Linked DNA regions of Mus musculus: all the other regions are linked to region 2. Evidence: chromatin contacts called from public capture Hi-C and promoter capture Hi-C data. All regions are on one chromosome and are shown on one strand. The core of a region is the stretch at or near the end of the contact, and the rest is flanking DNA. Distances in the headings are between cores, read along the strand shown. Region 1 holds the start of Zfp101 (zinc finger protein 101). Region 2 holds the start of Zfp799 (zinc finger protein 799). Region 3 holds the start of Pram1 (PML-RAR alpha-regulated adaptor molecule 1). Region 4 holds the start of Zfp81 (zinc finger protein 81).

The links. Promoter capture Hi-C pulls out the DNA fragments that hold promoters and counts their contacts. Capture Hi-C pulls out chosen DNA fragments and counts their contacts.
Region 1: a capture Hi-C map of macrophages shows a contact between it and region 2, with 3 times the contacts expected there. The contact joins the promoter of Zfp101 here to the promoter of Zfp799 in region 2. A contact is called at or near these places in 6 of 39 promoter capture datasets (the 3T3-L1 cell line, cranial neural crest, hippocampal neurons and 1 more), 2 of 115 datasets of contacts at active chromatin or transcription factors (bone marrow-derived macrophages and large pre-B cells) and 2 of 9 other capture datasets (adipose tissue and macrophages).
Region 3: a promoter capture Hi-C map of hippocampal neurons shows a contact between it and region 2, with 6 times the contacts expected there. The contact joins the promoter of Pram1 here to the promoter of Zfp799 in region 2. A contact is called at or near these places in 5 of 39 promoter capture datasets (the 3T3-L1 cell line, hematopoietic stem and progenitor cells, hippocampal neurons and 1 more) and 1 of 115 datasets of contacts at active chromatin or transcription factors (memory CD8 T cells).
Region 4: a promoter capture Hi-C map of liver shows a contact between it and region 2, with 4 times the contacts expected there. The contact joins the promoter of Zfp81 here to the promoter of Zfp799 in region 2. A contact is called at or near these places in 7 of 39 promoter capture datasets (the 3T3-L1 cell line, embryonic stem cells, hematopoietic stem and progenitor cells and 2 more) and 1 of 9 other capture datasets (pancreatic islet).

What each region holds. Positions count from the first base shown.
Region 1 is chr17:33,393,141-33,396,094 of GRCm38.p6, forward strand. It overlaps Zfp101 (zinc finger protein 101), which reads right to left and starts at 1,497. Exons shown (of 4, transcript NM_009542.2): 1 at 1,348-1,497. The coding sequence starts at 1,368.
Region 2 is chr17:32,829,010-32,831,720 of GRCm38.p6, forward strand. It overlaps Zfp799 (zinc finger protein 799), which reads right to left and starts at 1,252. Exons shown (of 4, transcript NM_177359.5): 1 at 1,080-1,252. The coding sequence starts at 1,082.
Region 3 is chr17:33,636,577-33,639,363 of GRCm38.p6, forward strand. It overlaps Pram1 (PML-RAR alpha-regulated adaptor molecule 1), which reads left to right and starts at 1,480. Exons shown (of 10, transcript NM_001002842.2): 1 at 1,480-1,601. The coding sequence starts at 1,599.
Region 4 is chr17:33,357,502-33,360,268 of GRCm38.p6, forward strand. Zfp81 (zinc finger protein 81) reads right to left here and starts at 1,377. Exons shown (of 4, transcript NM_207541.1): 1 at 1,233-1,377. The coding sequence starts at 1,235.

The sequences.
Region 1 (2,954 bases), core at 247-2,746, 560 kb after region 2:
GGGCTGACTCTGTAGAATGTTTACTTAGTATGGAGACGCCCCCCCACCCCCACCCTCGGTCCCAGCACCAGCACCACATCAAAGCAAGTGTGCTGGCTCATGCCTTGAAATCCTAAAACCTGAAGGCAGGAGGATCCCAAGTTCAAGGTCATCTACATATGGAGTTTCATGATAGCCAGGGATCTATGAAACCCGGTTTTAAAATAAAAGTAAAAGTAAAAATAAATGAAGCCGAAGAAATGAGTCAACAGGCAAAAGCAGTCGTCAAGCATGCGTTGTGACCTGTGTTTGATCCCTGAACCCAGGGAATGGACAGGAGAACCAACTCCAACCCCACAAGGGAGTCCTTTGACCTGCACAGTATATACTATGGCACGGGAGCCCAAAGATTGGCTCACCACACATGAACAACACTAATAAAATTTGAAATGTTTTGTGCACTCAAACCAACTCTCAAAAAAATACCTCATCCAGAAGATAGAAGACACGTATGTTTTTCTCCCAGATGGCCCCTGTCCACACTTTCCCTAGTCGCAAATTACACTGTCTAGAAAAACGATTTACATAAGGGCAAAGGAAACAACCGAAGATGTTAATATTTTTCTAGAGGACTGTAATCTTGGTAAATACTAATTAAGGAGCCCACCTTGTAGGGCATGATGGTGCTCGCATCTAAACTGCAGTTCTCAGGAAGCAGAAGCAGGCAGATCTCTTGAGTTCAAGGTAGGCCTGGTCTACGTAATGAGTTCCAAGAAAGGAAAGAAGACAAACAAACACACATTACAGGCAGAGGCAGGAGAATCTCTGAGTTCGAAGCCAGCCTGGTCTACCAAGTGAGTTCCAGGGTAGCCAGGGCTACTGAGAAACCCTGTCTGAAAAACAAAGAAATCAACCAATCAAAAACTCACCAGCACCACTGCCACCAAAAGCACATTACATATTCCTTCTCTTTGGAGAAGCAGCCTAGAGCAAAACTAATACAAAATCAAGGAGACCTCAGAAAACAATAAAGCAGGCCAAACGCAAGTGCAAGGTCAGACCAGCAGTAACGCTCAACACCCACGTCCTTTCACTACACTGACCAGACCGCATCACCAACCCGTGAGCGCTGCAAAGTCTGCAGGGTGCAGGACCACCGAGCTCATTCCCCATGATAGCCAAGGGACTGGGATAAAGCAGTTTTACAGCGACAGGGCAGGAGGAGCCTCCGACTCCTGGCTCCGCCGGTGCCAAGCTCCACCTCGAACTGCAGCACAGCGCCAGAGGAACGTCGGGTCGGCGGTGCCAAGCTGCGCCAGGCTACGTCAAAGCCGCGGCCCACGACTCCGGGAGCAACCGTGTACTCACCATTTCCAGCTTCGGACGCATGCGGGGGTCCTTCGGAAGAGCCTGCCGACAAAATAGGTGGCACTGACTGAAACCAGCTGTCACAACACCTCACAAAAGCTACACGGGATTCAAAAATGGAGCCAGGGGCAGAAACTTCAGAACATCCGTGTTCCTCATTTGACAGTTCCAGCAAGGAAGTAACAGCGGCTCTGATTGGCGAAAGATGCTGGACCCGCCTTCTTATTCGTGAGTAGCAGGATCAACAACCTCTCCCATACTTGACGCAAATGGGGAAAAAAAAAAAAAAAAAAAAGATAGAGCAACACCCAATCTTAACCCAGACGTTCCGTTTGGAGTAAATATGTGGGATCCTTGCATTTAAGCACGACGCCTTCTGGGATTTTAGTGCACGCACTCGCTTTGTCGTGTACTCAGTGGGCTTCTACTGTTTCACATAAAATAGCGCTACAGATTGGCTCTGGACATCCCAGACTCAGTGTAGGGAAAGGAAAACCCATGACCCCAAACAGAGAAGGTTACCCGGTCAGGAGAGGACAGTGCCAATAATGAGTGCCAACTTAAGAATCTGAGATGAGGCAAATGGACTTTTGCACCTATATTTTTTGAAAGTTAAGATTTAAAATGTTGATTGAGCCCCAGGTTTGAAAGAAACCTGTACAAATATGTTAAAGCTTTGTCTGAAGAAATAATATTTTAAAACACGTTTGATAAAGACATATGCTTTTGCAAATGTCTCTTCTTACAGGCTTTACTTGGACTACTTCTGGGTATTGAACATTATTACTATAAACCAAGCCAAGAGCAGAAAGCAACATATATGAATTAATAATGTAAATAGAAAAAAACTTGTAAGCAAAGAAGAGGCTTTCGCTCCGGTACTGGTTGGCCTTTTGTCGACTTGATGTTAGTGGGGGTCATCTGAGAGAAGGGAACTCAACTTAGAAATGCCTCCATTAGATTGGCTATAGGCAAGACTGTAGAATATTTTTGGATTAAAGAATGATGTGTGTGTGTGGGGGGGGGGGGGTTTCCAATCTACTGTATTAATGCATACTTAGGTAGATAGGCCTAGGCTGTATAAAAAGGGAGAGTGAACATGCAGTATTTCCCCATGACCTCTACTTCAGTTCCCACCTCCAAATTTCTTCTTGAGTCCTGTGATGATTATTTTTCTGGTTGTCAACTTGACTCTGTTAGTCATGAAATCAAATCTGGGAATGGAGGACATACCTGTGAGAACTTTTTGCTTGCTTTGGAGTCGGTGATTCTGCTTCAGGTCTGGACCTTTGAGGTAGGGAGTCCCAGGCCTTTGAACCAAACCTTGAATCAGCTCTAATCTAGGCTACAGGCTTTGCTAGAGCTGGACGAGGAAGCTTCTGCTCCTGCCTGCTTGCCCTAGCCTTGCTAGCATGTCCATTCCTTCACTGGCATCAGAACCTTACTTTTTAGGGATTCCAGCATAAGCTGAAGACCAGCTGAGACATTTAGCCTCGTGGTCTGAGAAACTACAGGATTCTTGGGCTTTCCATCCACAGCCAACCATTGTTGGATTAGCTAGACCGCAGCCTGTGAGTCTTTCCAGTAAACCCCTTTTCTATACATAT
Region 2 (2,711 bases), core at 2-2,501:
TGGGGTGGGGCTGTTCTGGGATACTCTGTGCTTTGGGAACTATCAGCTTTCTGGCCTACATGACTGTTTTGTTAAGCAAAAACTCTGCACTGGTTTATTCTGAATATCAATATCAACAAAGAACAAATAAAGGCACAATTTAATAATCTGTCTCAATAATGACGCCTGACAATATACCAAATCATATATACATGCACATAAAACTCACCAGCCTAACCAGATATAACCCCCTGCCTGAGACTATAGAAACTGCAACAAGCTGGTTGACGGGTCATAGGGTCAATTGTCAAAAGCCAGAAAACTTATCACAGGAAAAGCCCCGTCTCTACCCTAGGACTCCAGCTCTAGGACCTCAGCTCACTTCAAACAGGCCTTCTAACAACAGCCTGTGCTCGGAACGTGCATTGGACATTCTACACCCTCACTGATAAGTCTTACCAGTTCTCTGCCTCCAACTTGAGAACCTCCTATATTTTCAGCCTTTCTAACCATTTAGTAACTTGCACTTTGTATACCATTGTGTTAAATGGTCATGTGTTACCTGCCTATTGATAGTAATACTTAAGATAGGGATAAATGCATCGTGGTTGCCAATGGCCAGCTCTCAAGGATAACCAGGTGTACTCATCAAATCCTAGCCGATAAAGGCTGAGAAATGACTGACTGTTAAGTAAATTGGGACACTGAGCAGACATAAATGCAGCCTACTTTTTTTTTTTTTTTTTTTTTTTTTTTTTTTTTTTTGACAACGTGCATAGAACCCGGGCTCACCTCGCGGTTTTCCTACAAATCCCCTTACAAGAGCCCAAACCCACGGTTCCCCACGACTCTCCGCCTACACCTCCCAGACTGCGGAGACGCAGGCTGCAAGCGCCCAGCTGACCTGAGACCCCGCAGCACTGAGCTCTCAGCAAAGGACAGGACCGCAGCTCTGCCTGCTGGTCCAGCTCCATCCAGAGGGACCCGGGCAGCGCGGCCCAGCAGAGCAGATGAGATGCAGACTCAGCTGCCCTGGAAGGCCGCGTCCCCACTGCCGCCTCCGCTTACAGTAGCCTCCTCCCTACAGCCTGCGCACGCACCATTTCCAGTCACCGGGTGTCCAGGTGACCTCCTGCGATTCCCGCTGTCAGTAGGGGGGACAGAGATACCGAGGAGAGAGACCTGGGGGCCGCAGTCAAAGACACAGGACGACAATATGGCGGGGACACACAATGGCACCCCAAATGTTGTGCTTTCTACGTCACCGAAGACCGAAACTCCTCATTGGGCAGTTCACACAGCTACCAAACGTTCTCCTTGATTGGCCAACAATCCGTGAGCCTGCCTCCTGAATCCTGAGTGACAATAGAAACATCTCCTTCCTCCCTGGAAGACTTCACAGTTGACCCTGGTTCCTACTCTGGAGAGCACCTGGCCCCACCAAGGTTTTTTCTCAGATGCACTACTTTTATCGTTCCTTTTTGGTACATTTATTTATAGCTCATGTTTCAATATCACCACACAAGATATTTTGATGATCCCAGAAGGGCAAAAGTCAAAGGGTTGGGGCTAGGGAGATGGCTCCTTTGAAGTTCTTCTGGAGAACTCGGGTTGGCTTTCCAGAACCTCATCGTGGTTCACAATTGTCTGTAACTCTTAATTCCAGGGGATCTGATGCCTGATGCCCTATTTTTGCCTCCAAGGGCACCATGCATGCAATGGGTGCACAAACCATACCTGCAGGAAAAATATACCTGCACACACACACAAAATAATAAAATGAAAAAAATAAAAATAATCAGCCTCCTTCCTCAAAAGCACAGGTCTTCCAAACCCCCTCATGTATCATCTCATCAAACAAGCAAGCGACAACAAATTTCTGCTTTGTGTTGGCCAGCTGCTCCCACATACGGGGCCTCATTTGGAGTGTGGTTGATGTTCCCTGTGTCACTCCATTAAGGAAAAACAATTTTCGCTCTCCTAGCATCTTGATTAGGAGTGGGACTTTGCTACCACTTCCCCTTCCCTGGGCTGGGATTTTTGTCTAACTTTATTGAACTTATGTAGGTCTTGTACATGTAGCCACTGTCTCTCTGAGTTCTTATGTGCACCAACCCTGCTTATCTGGAAAACACTGTTTTCTTGAAGTCACCCATCTCCTCTGGTCTTACAAACATTACACTGCCTCTTCTACAGAGATCTCTACCTTCATTAGATTTTTTTTTCCTTTTTTGATTCTTCAGCTAAGACAGTAAGAAATATGATGTCATACAGACCCTAAGAAAACACAAATGCCAGCCCAGGCTACTATATCCAGCAAAACTCTCAATTACCATAGATGGAGAGAGCAAGATAGTCCATGACAAAAACAAATTTACACAATATCTTTCCAAAAATCCAGACCTAAAAAGGATAATAGAAGGAAAACTCCAACACAAGAAAGGAAAGTACACCCTAGAAAAAGCAAGACAGTAATCTTCTTTCAACAAACCCAAAAGAAGACAGCCACACAAACATAATTCCACCTCAAACAACAAAAATATCAGGAATCAACAATCACTATTTCTTAATATCTCTTAACACCAATGGACTCAATTCCTCAATAAAAAGACATAGACTAACAGACTGGATACATAAACAATCCAGAATTTTGCTGCATACAGGAATTGCACCTCAGTGTCAAAGACAGACACTACCTCAGAGAAAAGGGTTGCAAAACAATTTTCCAAGAC
Region 3 (2,787 bases), core at 230-2,729, 810 kb after region 2:
GACAGGGTTTCTCTGTGTAGCCTTGGCTGTCCTGGAACTCACTTTGTAGACCAGGCTGGCCTCGAACTCGAAATCCGCCTGCCTCTGCCTCCCAAGTGCTGGAATTAAAGGCGTGCGCCACCACTGCCCGGCTTCATTGTATTTTTACAAGGCACTGCAACAATAGCCTTAAACTACCAGACTTTCCAATCCTCCTGCTTTTAACTCCCAAGTGCTGTTTTATGAGATTCTAGAAATCAGATTTAAGGCTTTGTACATGCTATATAAGTACACTACCAACAGAGCTACAAACTTTGGATTTAGTTTATGTTATCTTCCTTCACAGGGTCTCAACTTTCCAGCCGGGGGATGGTCATGCACTTAATATCCTCTTCTCCCACATGCGAGGATTACGGATGTGTGCCACTATACCTGGGTAGAACATGTACTTTTTTGGTTACGTTTCTGAGTCAGGGTCTCATTATGTAGTGCTGGCTGGCCTGAAATTCACTATGTAGATTAGGCTAACCTTGGAAATGTAGTGAACTTCCTGCTTCTGCTGGGATTACAAGTATGCACCACTACGCCAGTTGCTTAGAGCATGTACTTTGTGACTCCAGGGACATAGACACATGTACACTCATCTATACACCAGAACCATCCTGCTAGGGTGTAAGTAGTCCTCCTCCTTGGACCACATCCCAGACTGGTGACATCAGAATCTCTGGAAGATATTTTTTTAACAGCTCAAAGAATTCTATTCTGTTCCCAAACTGAGAATCATACCTCTGAACCCTGCTGAGTGTTCTTTGTTCCTGTGGACTGAATCACGTGTCAGGGCTCTCCTTTCCTATATCTACCTTTGTCCCACTTTGGGCTTCATTTTCCTGCAATCCAGTTTTCTTGTTTCTCCTCTCTCTGCTTCCTTTAACCACTGTGAACTTGAGAGGTCCTAAAACCCCATACCTTCACAGCAACAGTGATGTCCCTTCAGCCCAGGACTTAGACATCTTTTAATGCCACCCACCCATAAGTCTGCTTATCCCAGTTGATGATGCTTTGGGTGCATAGCCCTGGCTGATGGGGCATTTGTCACCTTAACAGGGAAGTCCTGTTGAGAGTACAAATGGTGAAACAAGGTAGATGAAGCAATACAGGAGGACAGATATGTCCTCACCATTGCAACAGCCATATCCTAGGTCTACCTCTTTAGAGACGTCTTAAGACCCAGAGAAAGCCATAAAATCCCCACTAAGGTGCTGTGACTGTCCTGAGTTTGTCCTAAGCTTGCCTCTTCAGAGACAAAGCTTGTCAGGACCCCAAAGTGTTAAAACTAAGGGGGACAATAGGGAATCAAGAGGCTAGTAGGAGCTAGGAAACTTGTGCTTTATAGATGTGCTTAGGTCTAATGACCTGACTTTGGGGACAGTAGTGGACAGGCAGGAACTCAAGGAGGGGACAGAAAGGCTATCTCCGCCTCCTTCCTCCTCTGCCCTCCCCAGCCCAACAGCTCCGACTTGGTGTGTCAGCCCGTGGAGCAGAAACCACACTTAACTTCCTCAAGGCAGAAGCCTAAGCTCAGAGCTCATTCACCCTGTGGTTCATCATCCCCTGAAGCCATGGTGAGTCCTCAAGCCCCCATTGGAAGTTCATTCAGGTAACAAGGGTCCCAAGTAGAAACTGGGGAACTGGTAAATATGCCCTCATGGGTAACCTAGCAGAACAGAGCTAGAACAGTCTTGGGGATGAGATGGCACAGGAAAAGATAAGAAACAACCAAGGCATAATAGCTTGAGCTCTTGTGGACCAGCTTTGTATCTGTGACTGCAAGGCAGTGTGGTGCTGGTTGGGTCTGCCTGGAATGATATACCCTCAATCCAGGTCAGCAGCTGGGATATAAGCAGAGGTTTCCTGTGAAGTGATTAAATGGGTCACGCACCTGCTACACCAGTCCCCATCTCCAGTCCGTTACCCAAGCTGTGCTCTGCTAAACCCTTCCTTATCTACCCTTGTGGTCATCAACTCACTTAGACTGGGGCTTCAACAAAGAAATGTCTGACCCCAGGCAAGAATTGCTTCCTTCCCAGAGATCCTTCTGAGTCCATCTCTAGATAGATTTACAAGGTTCTGTCCTCTCTGTCCTCCAATCTTTTTTACCCTTGGTGAAGATAGGCTGGGGATATCTACCAGCACCTATGGCAAAGAGCAGGTCAGACTTGAGAGCACCAGAAATGTTCTAAACATATCATATAGTGCCTGTACATTTGGGGAGCCTCCCTTCTGGTCCTCATGAGACATGTCAGGGACTATGACACCTAATACCCACATCTTAGATAGATGTATGTAGAGCTTGTTAACTTAGTTAGAATGGCTAGCCAACAAGCCCTAGAGGGCCTCCTGGCCTAAGCTCTCCAGAGCTAACTAGGATGACAGGTACTGCTCCTGACTTTGTTATGTATGAGTACTGAAGCTAGAACTCAGGCTTGCATGACAAGTACTTTACCTACTGAGAAATCTCTCTAGTCCCCCCAACTAAATTTTAACAATTTATAGTCAAAATGGGTATGGTGGTATACACCTGTAATGCCAGCACTCAGATGGCTGAAGCAGTAGAACTGTTGAATCCCAGCCTGGGCTACATAGTGAGAAACTGACTTAAAATAAACAAAAAACAAAAAAAGGAAAGGAAAGGAAAAAGGAAAAAGGGAAAAGGGAAAGGGAAAGGAAAGAAAAAGAGAGGGGGGCGAGGAGAGGAAGAGAGAAGAGGAGAGGAGAGAAGAGAGAAGAGAAAAAGAAAAGCAAGCAAGC
Region 4 (2,767 bases), core at 127-2,626, 530 kb after region 2:
GAATGCCGAATAAATAGTTCAACTTAATGGCTCAAACACAAGGTCTTAGGAAAACAACAAAATGTCAGACTTAAGAGCAAAAGACAGCAAGAAGTAAAAAATAAGTTGAAAAATTATTGAAATTGACTCAAAGAATACACACAGTCAATGTCAATCTCAGAAATGGTTCTTTTAAAAAACAGTAAAATAGGCAAAACTGTAGTCAAGCTAACAAAAAAGAGGGAAGAGACAAATTAATAAAGTCATAAATTAGGGGAGGTTGCAAGAGACTAAAAAAAAAAAAGACAGGAAAAAAGAAAAGCAGTGGACCATTTGGTAGTATTTTGAAAAAAATACCCCCCACGAGGAAAAGAAATATATGCAAGAAATGGTTTGATTCTGAGTCGCATACAACAAGCTAAAATTAAATCAAGAGGATATAAACAACTTACGAATATTCATAACGATGAGATAGAAACAGATATAACCCTCTCATCCCTTCTGTTCAAGTCCACAGCCAAAGAATCTACCACGTTTTTGTTTGTTTTTACAATTAAATTATTCATCCCATCTCATGCTTTTTTTTTTACAGCCAGCAATGCTAGAAGAAAAAAAAAATTCCCCCAAATTTCACCTGTGCCTAGACAATTAATTGCCCAATTGGTTGGTGAATCCAAACAATTTTGAAGCAAATTGAAAATCCTCTCTTCCTTGCAAGCCGGAGCATTCCTCCCACTCTCAGCCCAGAGGGAGCAAACAAATCCTCCTGCATTAACGCTAACAGCAAAAACCAGGATGCGGGATAGGTTTACAGTTCATTGGTAAAAGGATTGCCTAGAATGAGCAAAGCCTGAGGTTCGATGCCCACGAAGGAAGGAAGGAAGGAAGGAAGGAAGGAACGAACAGCGTTTATCAAAGCCCCTCACAACAGTCTAAATGCTACAGAGCATCACGCCAACTCGCCAGCGATGCAGTCTGGAGAGGCGCTGTCTCACCCGAGAGCACAGCGGACTAGAAGACACTGCTTCAGAAGGGGGGCGGGGCAGGGCAGGGCCGGACCGACAGGACCAGACCCCAGGCTCCCCGCTGCCTGCTCTGCACGGAATTAAAACGCACGTGGGTGAGAGGGCGCGGGTGACAGACTCCTGCACAGAATCAGGCGAACGTCAGTGCCGCGGCACCACACAGGGACAAAGCCTCCGCGATGTCACCAACGTGCCACGCACGACTCCAGGAACACAGGGCACACTCACCATTTCCTGATTTCACACGCGAGCAGTGTGCTTCCTAAAGGGCCTACAATCAGCAGAAGGGACAGCGACTCAGGCCAAGTCACCACCTGCCTCCCTGGAGCTACACAGGACTCAAACAGGGCGGCAATGGCGGCACCCTCTGACTATCCATGCTCCTCATTGGGCAGTTCATGCAGGAAAGTAACAACGTCCCTGATTGGTGAACGGTACCGACCCGCCTCTTTAACTCTTTTCAGCGCGTTTAAATGGAACTCACCCGGCAAACTGACTACAGAACCTCCCTAACTCTGGCTCCCCCAAACCCCTGGAGTAAACCCGGAGTATATTTGGTGTCATTCTATTTAAAGAGAATATACTTCGGGGTTTTTAGAGCACACATTTAGTTCTTCGTGTGAGTTCCTCGTGCCTTTCCGCTTACTCACACTACTTTTTTTGTGAACATTCAGGACTCAGTGACATTAGGACAAAGCCAATGACACACATCCCTACCTCCAGTTTTAGCGATAGAGGCTTGGCCGGCTTTTTACGTGGGTTCTGGGGATCCAAACGCAGATCCTCATGAAGGATAATCAGGCATTTTACCAACCAACCCATCTCACCAGCGCTTCTTTGGGCTTGTACTATAGGTGGTCATTACGCTGCTTACTGTACAGTGTTTGGGTTTTATAACGTACAGAGAATGCTGAATTCAGAATATATCTTCAACATGAAGAACTTGTGCGGTGGTTAAGATTAGAGATGCATTTCACCAAACTCCTAGAAATAGTGTTTGTGGATTTGGTTTATTTCGGCTAGAACTTCAATGTGGCTGTAGAATACACTGTCCCACTTCTGAATATTAAGATGTGGAGCACTTGTTACTCTTACAGAGGCCCTGGGATTGCTTTCAATCATCCACACGATCGTTTGAAAACATCTTAACTCCAAGAGCTTCATCACCTTTTTAATTCACAGGCACCAGGTTCTCACATGGTGCACATACATACATTCATACACATATAAAAATAATCTTAAAATTTTAAAAGAAGTATATATGAAACCAGATATAGGAGAAAGAGTCATTATAACTTTTAAGAGAGAATGTAAATTAATACAGACACAAAAATAAAGTATGAAGATTTCTAAGAACAAACAAACAAAAACAACTTAAAATTGTTTAGCATGGTGGTACAGACCTTTAATTACAGGACTTTGGAGGCAAGAAGTTAAAGGTCATTGTGAAGAAAAGGAAGAGGAAGAGGAGGAGGAGGAAGAGGAAGAGGAGGAGGAGGAGAGAGAAAGAAGGAAGGAAGGAAGGAAGGAAGGAAGGAAGGAAGGAAGGAAGGAAGGAAGGAAAGAGAGTTCCAGGACAGCCAGGGACACACAGAAACCATTCTGAAAACAAACAAACAAACAAACAAAACCTCAAAACTAAAGGTCACAAACTAAAACCAGCACCCTTTGCTAGGAAAGAGAAAGGAAAGAATTTTACTATACATAAGAAATGAATGGACATGGACTGGAGAGATGGCTCAGAAGTTAAGAGCACTGGCTGC